Regions from separate parts of the Gossypium hirsutum genome. Here region 1 is linked to region 2. The links are chromatin contacts, called in public Hi-C maps. All regions are on one chromosome and are shown on one strand. Each heading gives the region's core, a stretch centred on a gene start, on an enhancer-like site or on the middle of the called end of the contact. The rest is flanking DNA. Distances are from core to core; before and after follow the strand shown.

What was found. Hi-C and Micro-C count contacts between places; a contact is called where the count stands out from the background.
Region 1: a contact with region 2 is called in a Hi-C map of leaf, with 2.1 times the contacts expected there. The contact joins the enhancer-like site here to the promoter of LOC107888779 in region 2. A contact is called at or near these places in 2 of 34 Hi-C or Micro-C datasets (both in leaf).

What each region holds. Positions count from the first base shown.
Region 1 is chrA09:46,501,366-46,507,124 of Gossypium_hirsutum_v2.1, reverse strand. No RefSeq gene overlaps it. Among protein-coding and RNA genes, the nearest start is that of LOC121207388, 20 kb to the right of the region's middle. Within about 2 kb of position 1,539, at least 6 of the 9 cell types and tissues checked have an H3K27ac peak or open chromatin away from gene starts, as enhancers often do. A contact at or near this core is called in leaf, where this site is marked.
Region 2 is chrA09:46,222,215-46,228,510 of Gossypium_hirsutum_v2.1, reverse strand. LOC107888779 (NF-X1-type zinc finger protein NFXL1) reads left to right here and starts at 1,587. Exons shown (of 2, transcript XM_016812982.2): 1 at 1,587-1,892; 2 at 2,100-5,698. The coding sequence starts at 2,215. The coding sequence ends at 5,454.

The sequences.
Region 1 (5,759 bases), core at 290-2,789, 280 kb before region 2:
GAAGTGAGGTTGTTGTGCCAGAGTGTCATAATGACTTAATTCACTTGTTGTATTGGGATTAAAGATAGTGAATTTTCTTATTGAGCTAAGCTCCGCAAATATAGGGAAACAAAATTACGTGAACAATTTTGCATACCGTATTTTTCTACTGTGTTTATCACAGTGCCATCTGAAGTACCCACTTCCACGGTCACTTTGACCACCACTTACACACTCTGTTTTTATGAGAAATTATCGACTTTAGTCTCCAACAAAATCATAGCTCGAGGAAATAGTAGATAGCATCCTCTCCATGGTATTGTCTAGATTATAAATATGGAACATGGTCATGAGTCATTTGTCCAAAACAAATAATTTCATCATTATCATTAGAGAAGATACAATAGAGACCACGAGATCAAAAGGAATTTAAGTAATTGAGCACATTTGACCTAAAGGGATTACAAATATCCTATGAGGACAACACATGGATGACAAATGTCATTTAACTAAGGCTTGACAAAATTATATTTAGTAATGATATATACACGCATATAATTAATCCAAATATTTCATTTACTAAAATCATCGCAATTATAAAAAATTTCCCATAACATTTCTTAAATTATTAGCAAGAATTTCCGAAGAAAAACTTAGTGGAAATCCATGTACCTATGCCCCAAAATCTGCAAAATGGAAATATATATCTTCTGGTTTTCTCCTTTAACAAATTGAATGAGAAGAATGAAATTGTTAATGGATGATGGGCCACATGAATCAGATACAGATTCGTATCCATAATTTTGATGTTAGCTCCTGGATTAGACCTCCACAGATCAAGTAGAGTTCTTTCCGTAGCATTGAAACAAATCGACCTTTCGCCGAAGAACTTCTTGACTAGATAGAGATCATGGTTTATGTCTTCAGTTTGTATCTCCTTTAGTTCCTGGTCTTTATTTAAAATATATGTTGAAACACATTCTTCGAGTTTTATTTCTTTTAAGATTTCCTAGCATCTTTGACTTATAAATAAATAGTTTGACAACCTTTGTAGTTGTATTTTTATTCATCAATAAAATTCTATTTTAAAGTTTTACTTTTCTCCAGATGTTTAAAGATTCATCCTAATTTAATTACTTGTTGACTTATCAACTTATTCTCACTGTTAATCCGAGAGATGGTAAGACACATTCAATCCTTTATTTCAGTTTTGTTAAATTCATTTTCTTGTATAAGTTTGGCATCGATAACCCTAATAAAAATGGGCATCAAACAAGGACATTATTGAATCCTTTTGCTTTGAGAAGCAATGAAACTGGGATGACGTCAAAGGATATTATTAGCAGCCCAATTTGCAACTTGCCAAGAAGCATGTAAGATAAAAGCAAAGCAGTAAAGAGACATAAGAAGGCAAAGGCAAAAGGCAAAGAGGAAGGGCATCCCTCAACACACATTTCTTATCTTTTGTGTGTGTATTTCTTTTCAATCGTGTGTCAGAGAAGAGCCCAATGGGGCGGTGGGTGCTGCTAATTATTTTATGCTTCACATTCCACGTTAACCCTATACTCCTTACGTGTCCAGACCCCATACACTCCCTTCCACACTTGGGTTCTCCTTTTCTCAATAATATCTTCACAACTGGCATTTCCTTTTCTTTTTCCTTATCCTGATCACAGATTCTTTATTACCTTTACACTTCGATTTTGAAATTGGTATTCATCGATTGTTTTAATCAATCAATTCAGTTTAATGAATTTTAAAACTTTAAGTCCTTCCTTATAAATTAATGTAATACATATATAATTAGTATTTTCTCTGTATTTTTACATGTTGAAGTAGATTTCAACAATTCCATTATATTTTAATTTATGGGTCCTTTAATTTTAAAAAATTATTTTAGTTTTATATTTAATTATTCGGAAAATTAATCTTTATTAATTTTTACTAATTTTTTTAAAAATTAAAAAATAAAAAACAAAAAATTAAATGAGAACTATGCTATTTATTAAGTAGACTAAGCTTAATTATCTTTAGATAAGTTGAAAGAAAATTGATGTGACCACATATAATATCGTGTCAACGTCATATCAGTGGAGTATCCAATTCATGTTTTTTTATCTTTTCAACCTTTTAGCCCATTGACTCAGATATTATTAGTGATTTTCCGTTTTTCTTTTCTAAATTTCACTGTTACAAGAATAATAATACCTCCGAATAATTACAATATAAAATTTAGTCAAGTGGACAAAAAATTGGATTTTTCTATTCTCAAGCTAAATATGTAAGTAATTATAAAATAAAAAAGTTATTTAACATTAAAATTCTCAATTAACTTGGCTTCAATTCAAATTATTTGTCACTTAAATCAGTAATTTATTGCCATATTTTATCATTTATTAGAAACATTGTAAGTCAATATTTGTATTTTTTAATTTAATTAATTATTTGTGCTATTTATAATATTTTTAATTGAATTGTTTTCAGTAAATACAACATTAATTTAGTTAAAAAATTATAAATTAAAATTTTAAAAGCAATAAGATTTATTATAAATAATTATGTTTTTAATAATTTATAATTAGCTTTTTAAATTAAATAGTTTAAGCAGTTGTAAAATACTAAATTTTAATTTTTATGTTAAGAAGGAGAGGTTCCAAAGCATGCATGCCGTTTTTGAGGTATTGTAGCTTGTGCTTTCCCCTTTTGGATTGGAATATATAATATTGAGAACAATAATTCTATGCTCTCTCTCTCTCTCTCTTAGTCATGCGAATGTCACCAGAAATGATTTGATTGATTTGATTGAATGCTCTAATCAAAATAAGGGTTTTAAGTAATTTCTTAAATCTCAATTTGACTTTTCTTTCAAAATTGATATTTGATTTTTTTTATCTAAATTCATCTAGTCACGTATTTAGTGTAAGAGTAGAGGCTAAATCAAAATTTTTGTTAAGGATCAAGATTAAATTATTATTTTATAATAGTAAAAATGTAATTTTATTATTTTAATAGTTTATATTTTTATAATTTTCGAAAGATTAAATTAAATTTTTATATTTTTAGGAGAGTAAAAATATAATTTTACTTTTATCAATTTAAAATTTTTAAATGAAAACAAATTATTTTAGAGGGGTCGAGTCCCTTCCAGTCCCCTAATTTCGCCCCTATATAAAAGTGAATATTTGATATAATAATAGTATATTTTTTATTTCATAAATTTAAAAAAAAATTAATGTGTTTATATTTTTAGTATTTTATTATACTTTTAGAGAATATTTATTAACTCTAACAATATTTATGAAATCTAAAAATTTCATTCTTAATATACCAAATATTTTACATTTTTACAACTAATGACTCTTACATATGACACAAATCTCATGTCATCTATTAATGTTGTCATATTAGAAAAAAATTAAAATATATTTAAAATATTTTATATTTTAAAATTTTAAAATTACCAACATTTAAAAAATTTAAAACATATTTACCAACAAAGAATTTTGTTTTCCAAAATTTTTAGATTTTTGAAATTTATATAGTTTTAAATTTTTAAATTTTATTTTTTAAATTATAGTTTTAAATTTTTAAATTTTATTTTTTAAATTATCTTTAATTTTTTAATATTTTAAATAATTATTTCTAATTTCATAATATTTATATTCTCTAAAAACTTTGAATTTCTTTTTATTTTTAGATTTTTAATAGTTTTAGATTTTTTTATTTTAGAAATTTAAAATTCATTTTACAATATAAATATTTAAATTGATTTTTTTATACAACTAAACTAAACAATTACATTACAACGGGGAGAAGAGAGAAGAATTTACAAAAGTGGATCAAACCCCTAAAATGAAAAATTCCTACTTTAAACCCCAAAAATTTATAGATTTGTAAGTTATTATATGATAAAGATAGTTTAATATAAAAAATACTAGAATTTTAATTTAGTCTTTTTAAAAATTATAAAATATATATCAATACAAAATGAAATTATATTTTAACTCTAATCAAAATATACAACTTAATTTCATCGTCTAAAAAATTTTTGACTTCACTATTAGATTGAACTCTAAGCCTCGTGCCAATAACTTAAAATTCACGTAATTTTGCAGGAAGTGTAATATGATATGTAAAAACATTTGTGTAGCATGTACAAGTTCATACCATTTGATGCCTAAAAATTCATTGCTTGTTAAAACACCACATAGTAACATTTTAAAGAAATTAAAAAATGAATAACGGAAATTAAATTCAAAAAAAAGAAATCAAATGTCCAAAATTTAGATCATTCCTAAAATAAATGGGCTTGCCTTGGTATCTTTGTTCCTCATTTCATTCTTCTATCCTATCAAGTCAATCACATTGACTCGTTGCTTTGTTCCAAAAGATAATGTGCAAGGGCCAAGGACAGCTTGAATCTTCCACCGTTCGTCTTAGCTCTGCAGCCTTTGGCAAACATACAGAGACAGCCACCCACAGCACGCAAGCATCTTTATCCAAACTTTATAGTTGTTCATCAATTTAACGAATAAAAGAAACAATATCTCTCCGTGGAGGACTTGAGTACTGTTTCTTAAGCTTTCAAACCTTCATCATGAATGGAACTGCATATTTCATATTCTTGTGTTATGGGGTGGGAAGTTGTTGATTACATTTTGCTATTCTTTCCTTACTTTGAGGGAATTATTTAGGGAAGGCTTTGTCTTGTCTTCACCAATAAGCCGTCACATCCACAGAGCATTAAATGCTTACTTTCTTACAATGAGTTTGGATGTTTGTCAACGTGTCAATGCTTTTATCTTACTCCATTCCATACCGAATTTCTTTCCATTCAAATTCATTTAAATTATGGAAGTAATTACCAACTGAATGTCCAGCCCTTTGTCGGCATCTTAAATTTCAAGCATCAAATTTTGTGATTGTATTTTTTCTCGTTATTTGTATCATGTAAGAATAATTAAGAAATTTAATGGTAAAATATATTGTATTTTAAAGAAGGAAATTTAATTTAAGTGAATTTTAAATGAATTTTAAATGAATTTTAAATGGTTAAAAGAGAGTTTAGATAGATAACCAAATAGAAACAAAAACAAAGGTAAAGAGAGATTTGCAAACAATCATTTGTTAATACAATTCGGAAATAATCTTATTTTATAAAATCTCGCTTAATGAATCGTTTCATTCCGCAATTGATCCATTCATCTATTGGCTAAAGTGCAATTTACCCTTACACCAAGAAGTATTTGTAACCCCAATAGCTAATCTCAACTTGTTATAACCATTCACTCAAACCTCACTTACAAATGTTTAATCTCTCACAAGGAATGCCTACTAATTGAGTGCGAAATTACAAATAAAAATAATTTAACATAATAATACAATTCAACACAACATTCTCTCAAAAGCTGCATCTTCACATACAAATCAATTGCCAATTTATAGGCTTAATATGGCAACCTTAGTAGATCAAAACAATCCAAGAGAAATACAACTTTATTAGTATACAAATTTATATTAATAATCTTCAATCTTATCCCAAGATACAGTAGGATTAATCCTTATAAAATTTGTACATAAATTTGCTAGGATAAGGATAAAGGATAAGCATAAGTTTATCCACAAAGTTGAGTCAATCGCAACTTCCTTTAGGGCCTCTTTGGATGGATGGTGCGTTTACTTACGATTAGTGTAAAAACAATTGTGGCAATGAGATTAGATATTGTTACATGAGACAAAAAGAAAGCTAAACGCATTGCACTGGAGGTAAACGCCTATCC
Region 2 (6,296 bases), core at 338-2,837:
AAAAAAATGGAAAGAAGCGACGCACAAAACGATAGAACAAACAAACAAACGAAAGAAACAAAAAAAATAATAAGAAGAAACAGACGTGAAACTATTGGGGAATGTGGGAGTAAAAAATTAATTAAAAAAAAAACAAAATGAACATGAAACAGAGGGGGGAAACGTGGGGTATTTTGGGAAAAGGAAAATTAATTAGTTAATTAAAACCTATTTATTTAAAAAAATCAAATCATATCCCACTTTCAACTTGCTGACAAAGGGTTTTGAACTCATAACCAAAAACATGCATTCAAGGCCGTAAATAATTAAAGTAAATAATTTATTATAACGTATTTTATCATTGATATCAAAGATTAGATTTTTGGGACGTTACACTTTTTTTATAAAATGAGATTATAAGTTATGACAAAAATATATCATCTTTAACGTAATTACTCTACTAAATTATAGTGAGATTTATTTCCAAAATAAATTATATTTTTCATGAGGACTCGAGTTAAGCTTCTAGCTTAAAGAGAGATTTAATTTTTAAAATTTAATTGTGTAATTGGTTCGTATTTTTAGAGCACATTTTCTATAAAAACTGATGGTTCGAAAAAAGTGAAGAAAAATATGTTGGCAGAAAGCTGGAAACGACTAGACTACTTAGTAAAAAACATAGATAATAAAAGTAATAAATTTGGTAAAATTTATTACTATAAATAATAAAAAGGCTTGATTTATAAAATTTTAAAAGCTATCAAAATTTTCCAATGAGTTACTTTGGATTGCATGCATGCGGTTGGCCAGGTAGATTGCCTTCGCCAGAACCCGATGCTCTTCCCCTCCTTCATGCATGGTGGTTGATGTGAACAATACTAAGGTTGTTTTAGGGTTGGTTTATCTATATCTTAGTTGTTTTATAAAATTGAAACAAATTTTATTAAAACTTATATATTGTTTTATTTAATGTTATTGCGGTTTAATTATAGTTCTATTAATTGCTTCATAATGTGATTATTTATTTAAGAGTTATTATTTATTTATATTTCGAGAGGAAGAATAGAATTTCTTGAGATCGAATTTAAGTTTTGGATGCTTACAACATATTTAATTTTAAAACAATTATGTTATAAGAATTATTGTTTAATTATAATATTATAATAATATTTTTTATTATTAAATGTTAATATAATAAAATAATCAACAACAAAGATAATATTTTAAATTTATCTTAAACTTGTGCGTAATTTAGATTAGCAGCCGGAAATACTGTTCTAAAACATATTTTAAATTGAAAAGGAATAGAAATGAAATATTGATTGGGGAGAGGTGAAATTCAATTTCATAAAGTCAGTCTAATATTTGTATTAATCAATTATAAATAATTTATTTAATTAATTATTAAAATATAAAATTGGTAACATACATAATAAATGAAAATAATAGAAAGAGCCATATCCAAGTGGGTAGCTCAGGCCTGAGGGCACCGTTTCTAAGAGTGCAAATTGGGCAATTTCTACATTAAACTGCTATGTAGAATTCGGGCCAAGGCCCATGGAGATGCAGGTGAGATAAGGCGGCTGAGTCAAGCCCCTTGAGTGGGCAGCAAGGATGCACGCCATTGCCAGCCGTATGCATATGCTTGAAAGTTGAAACATCATAACATGCCCATATTTTAACTCGGTTGTTTTATGGTGACGAATTAGTCTCGTTTTCCTTTAGCCCCAAGCCAATCCTTCCCTATATATACTCCCCCTCTCCCTCTCCCTCTCCCTCTCCCTCTCCATCTCCACCCTTTCTACCTGTCGGTTTTCTCATTTTCGAGAAAAGGGAGACCCCCCTCACTTGTTATGCCCCCACACAAACAGGAATCATAAGCATTAAGTTTTGGTTTTCATTTTCTTCATCAGGTGCGTTCCCTTTCTCATCTCTTTGCATGATTCCAGATTTGGTTTTTGGGATTTCCTGTAACCGAGATGTTTTTCTCTTTTTGATTGAATATCAATTTTCTCAACTATTCGTTTGATTCTTTTGTTTGTTTTGCCTATCTGTTTACCCTTTCGAACCAAGGGATTGCTGGGGTTATTGATGTTCTTTTTATTTTTGTGGTATTACAGTTTTAGGAGGAGGATCAAAGCTATAAAGTTAGTATTTGAATCTTTTGTTTCGTCCACACACACACAAAAAAATTCCATCGGATTTACAAAGTTCGTTGACTTCAACTACAAAATTATGAGCTTTCAAGGCCGAAATAGATCAAGAAACCCTTCACAAAGCACTCGTCAAGAATGGGTTCCTAGAGGATCTTCATCCACAACCACCACCGTTGAAAGCAGCTCAACGGCCGCCTCTAATTCAACCCCTAATGTCAATCAAACCTCAACACGAAATGATAATAGGTACAGACAAACTGGTCGGCCCACCAACCATAGGAGAGATAGGGAAAAGGGAAGGAGTGAGACTCAGGTGGCGGTAAGGAAGGAGGTTGATCCTAATTTGCCACAGCTTGTGCAGGAAATTCAGGACAAGCTTATAAAGAGTACGGTTGAATGTATGATTTGTTATGATATGGTACCGAGGTCTGGTGCTATATGGTCGTGCTCAAGTTGTTATTCTATCTTTCACCTCAATTGTATTAAGAAATGGGCGAGGGCACCCACTTCTGTTGATTTGGTGGCCGAGAAGAATCAGGGTTTTAATTGGCGTTGTCCGGGCTGTCAGTCTGTGCAGTTCACATCCTCTAAGGAGATACGGTATGTTTGCTTTTGTGGAAAGAGGACCGACCCTCCTTCTGATTTGTACTTGACTCCGCATTCATGCGGGGAGCCCTGTGGAAAGCCCCTTGAGAAGGAGCTGGGATTAGGTTCTAGGGTGATGAAGGATGAACTTTGCCCTCATGTTTGTGTCTTGCAATGTCACCCTGGTCCATGTCCTCCTTGTAAGGCGTTTGCTCCACCACGTTTGTGTCCTTGTGGTAAGAAAGTTATTACAACCAGATGTTCTGATAGGAAGTCGGTTCTTACTTGTGGTCAGCGGTGTGGTAAACTTCTTGAGTGTGGGCGCCATCAGTGTGAACGTATTTGCCATGTCGGAGCTTGTGATCCTTGCAAAGTTCTAATTAATGCCCCCTGTTTCTGCAAGAAAAAGGTTGAAGTTGTCGTCTGCGGTGACATGGTTGTGAAGGGAAAGGTGAAAGCAGAAGATGGCATTTTTTCTTGTAGTTCAACGTGTGGAAAGAAGCTTAGATGTGGTAACCATTACTGTGATGAAAATTGCCATCCTGGTCCTTGTGGGGATTGTGAGCTGATGCCAAGCAAGATCAGGTCTTGTTACTGTGGGAAAACAAGCTTGCAGGAGCAAAGGCAAAGTTGTTTGGACCCAATTCCAACTTGTTCAGAGACATGTGCCAAGTTCCTTCCTTGTCAAGTGCACCGATGTGACCAAGTCTGTCATGCTGGGAATTGTCCACCTTGTCTAGTTCTTGTCACCCAAAAATGCCTCTGTGGATCAACTTCGCGGAGGGTGGAATGCTACAAAACAACACTTGAAAATGAGAGATTTACATGTGACAAGCCTTGTGGGCGTAAGAAGAGTTGTGGTAGACATCGATGTAGCGAGCGATGCTGCCCTCTCTCAAACTCTAATAGTCTTCGCTCCGGTGGTTGGGATCCACACTTCTGCCAAATGGCATGTGGGAAGAAGCTGAGGTGTGGACAGCATTCTTGTGAATCTCTTTGTCACAGTGGTCACTGCCCCCCATGCTTGGAAACGATCTTTACTGATTTGACATGTGCTTGTGGAAGAACTTCAATCCCTCCACCATTGCCTTGTGGTACACCACCACCTTCATGTCAACTTCCATGCTCAGTTCCTCAGCCTTGTGGCCATTCGTCTTCTCACAGCTGCCATTTTGGAGACTGTCCACCTTGTTCTGTGCCTGTGGCGAAGGAATGCATTGGAGGACATGTTGTTCTTAGGAACATTCCTTGTGGGTCAAAAGATATCAGATGTAACAAGCTCTGCGGGAAGACCAGGCAATGTGGATTACATGCATGTGGGAGGACGTGTCACCCAGCGCCATGTGATGCATCATCTGGAGCTGAGCCTGGTGTCAGGACCTCTTGTGGGCAGACATGTGGTGCCCCTCGGAGAGACTGCAGGCATACATGTTCTGCACCTTGTCATCCCTCTGCACCATGTCCTGATGTTAGGTGTGATTTTCGAGTTACAATCACGTGTTCTTGTGGCCGGCTAAGCGCAACTGTCCCTTGCGATGCTGGGGGCTGTACTGGTGGCTTCAATGCTGATACAGTTTTTGAAGCTTCTATTATCCAAAAATTGCCCGTGCCTCTTCAACTAGTGGAATCAACTGGCAAAAAGATTCCTCTTGGACAAAGGAAGCTTATGTGTGATGATGAATGTGCTAAGTTGGAGCGCAAACGGATTCTTGCAGATGCCTTTGACATCACTCCCCCAAATTTGGACGCACTTCATTTTGGTGAGAATTTGGTTGCGTCAGAGGTGCTTTTTGACCTGTACAGGCGTGATCCGAAGTGGGTTCTAGCTGTAGAAGAGAGATGCAAGCTTTTGGTACTTGGCAAGAACAGAGGAACAACAACGGGTCTGAAGGTTCATGTGTTCTGTCCAATGCTGAAGGATAAGAGAGATGCTATCAGGATAATAGCAGAAAGGTGGAAGCTTACTATTAGTGCTGCTGGTTGGGAGCCCAAACGTTTTATTGTGGTTCATGTTACTGCCAAATCCAAACCACCAGCTCGCATCATTGGGGCTAAAGGGTCGACCAGTACTGGGGCGTTACACCCTCCTGTTTTTGATCCTCCAGTAGACATGGATCCAAGGCTTGTTGTTTCTTTCCTAGATTTGCCCCGAGAATCTGATATAAGTGCATTAGTGTTGAGGTTTGGTGGGGAGTGTGAACTTGTTTGGTTGAATGACAAGAATGCATTGGCTGTATTTAGTGATCCTGCTCGAGCTGCAACAGCTATGAGGAGATTGGATCATGGATCAATTTATACTGGGGCAATTGCCTTTGTTCAAAGTGGTGGAGCATCATCTGCTAATAATGCGTGGGGAGGAACAGGGCCAAGTTCTGCTGTAAAGGCAAATCCATGGAAGAAGGCTGTGGTGCAGGAGCTTGGTTGGAAGGAAGATTCATGGGGTGGTGATGAGTCTCTTGGTGTCACTTCAGATCCGGGCTCTGCATGGAAAGGCAAAGATGCTCCAATTGCTGCTTCAGTTAACCGCTGGAGTGTTCTGGATTCTGAAACAGGTGTAAGCTCATCTTCTGGAGCAGTTCGATCAGAAGATCCTTCAAAGCTGGCTGGGGTTCAATCCTTGTCAAAAATGGATTCAAATGCTGCCAATTCAAGTTCAGCTGGGCTGCTGGGTGGGGGTTTAAATGAAACAGAGCCATTGGAGGTTGTAGATGATTGGGAAAAGGCTTATGAATGAGAGTGAAGAGAGAAATATACCTCTCACCTTGTGGTCAGGGAGATGGGGCTGCCCAATTTCATTTTCAAGTGGTTGGAAAAACTTCAGTTTTGTTTTGCTTGTCCAGTTTACACCTGATATTAGCATATGGGTGTTATGATGATCTTTCTAATTTTTTTTTCTCGCCAAGACTTATGCCCCTTTGGCTGTAATGGTGAATTTTTGTTGCATTTGAGAAGCAGCTAAATATACAACCTTTTTTCAATGGAGCTTTTCCGATCTTATTTATTTTATTTCATAAAGTGGTGGTTTCTACCTAAGGAAAGAGAACTTTTAGGCACATTTATTGTTCTGTCTTCTGGTATTGTGCTTCTGCTAGATGGATGACTGGCATTAAGTTCATTCCAGATGGAGGGAATCTTTCTATTGAATTTCTGTTATACAAACAGTGATACCTCATTAATAATTCTGGGCGGTTTGTGTTGAATTTGATTGCACATGGAATTCCTATAAACGAGGATAATTTTCTGCAGACATGAGAGGTGCTAAATGCATTTGCAGTAATTTGCAAAGGTGGTTGGGAGAAACTACTGTGGAAACTGAGGGATCGGTAAAGAGATGTAGATGTGGAACCCAGGAGATGAATTCACTGAAGAGGCAATAACTGCGCCCTCCTACCCTGTTGCTTTTCATTTTTTCTGTATAAGTAGAAGGGAATTGACATATCTTATTGTCCGAAAGATGAATTCACTGATGTGGTAACTTTCTATTTGTCTCTATGATTATTTCTATTTTCTAAAGCCAGATGCTTAGGATTGCTGGATTAGCTGCTTTTCTGCAGTATAATGTTGAAAACAGCAGTA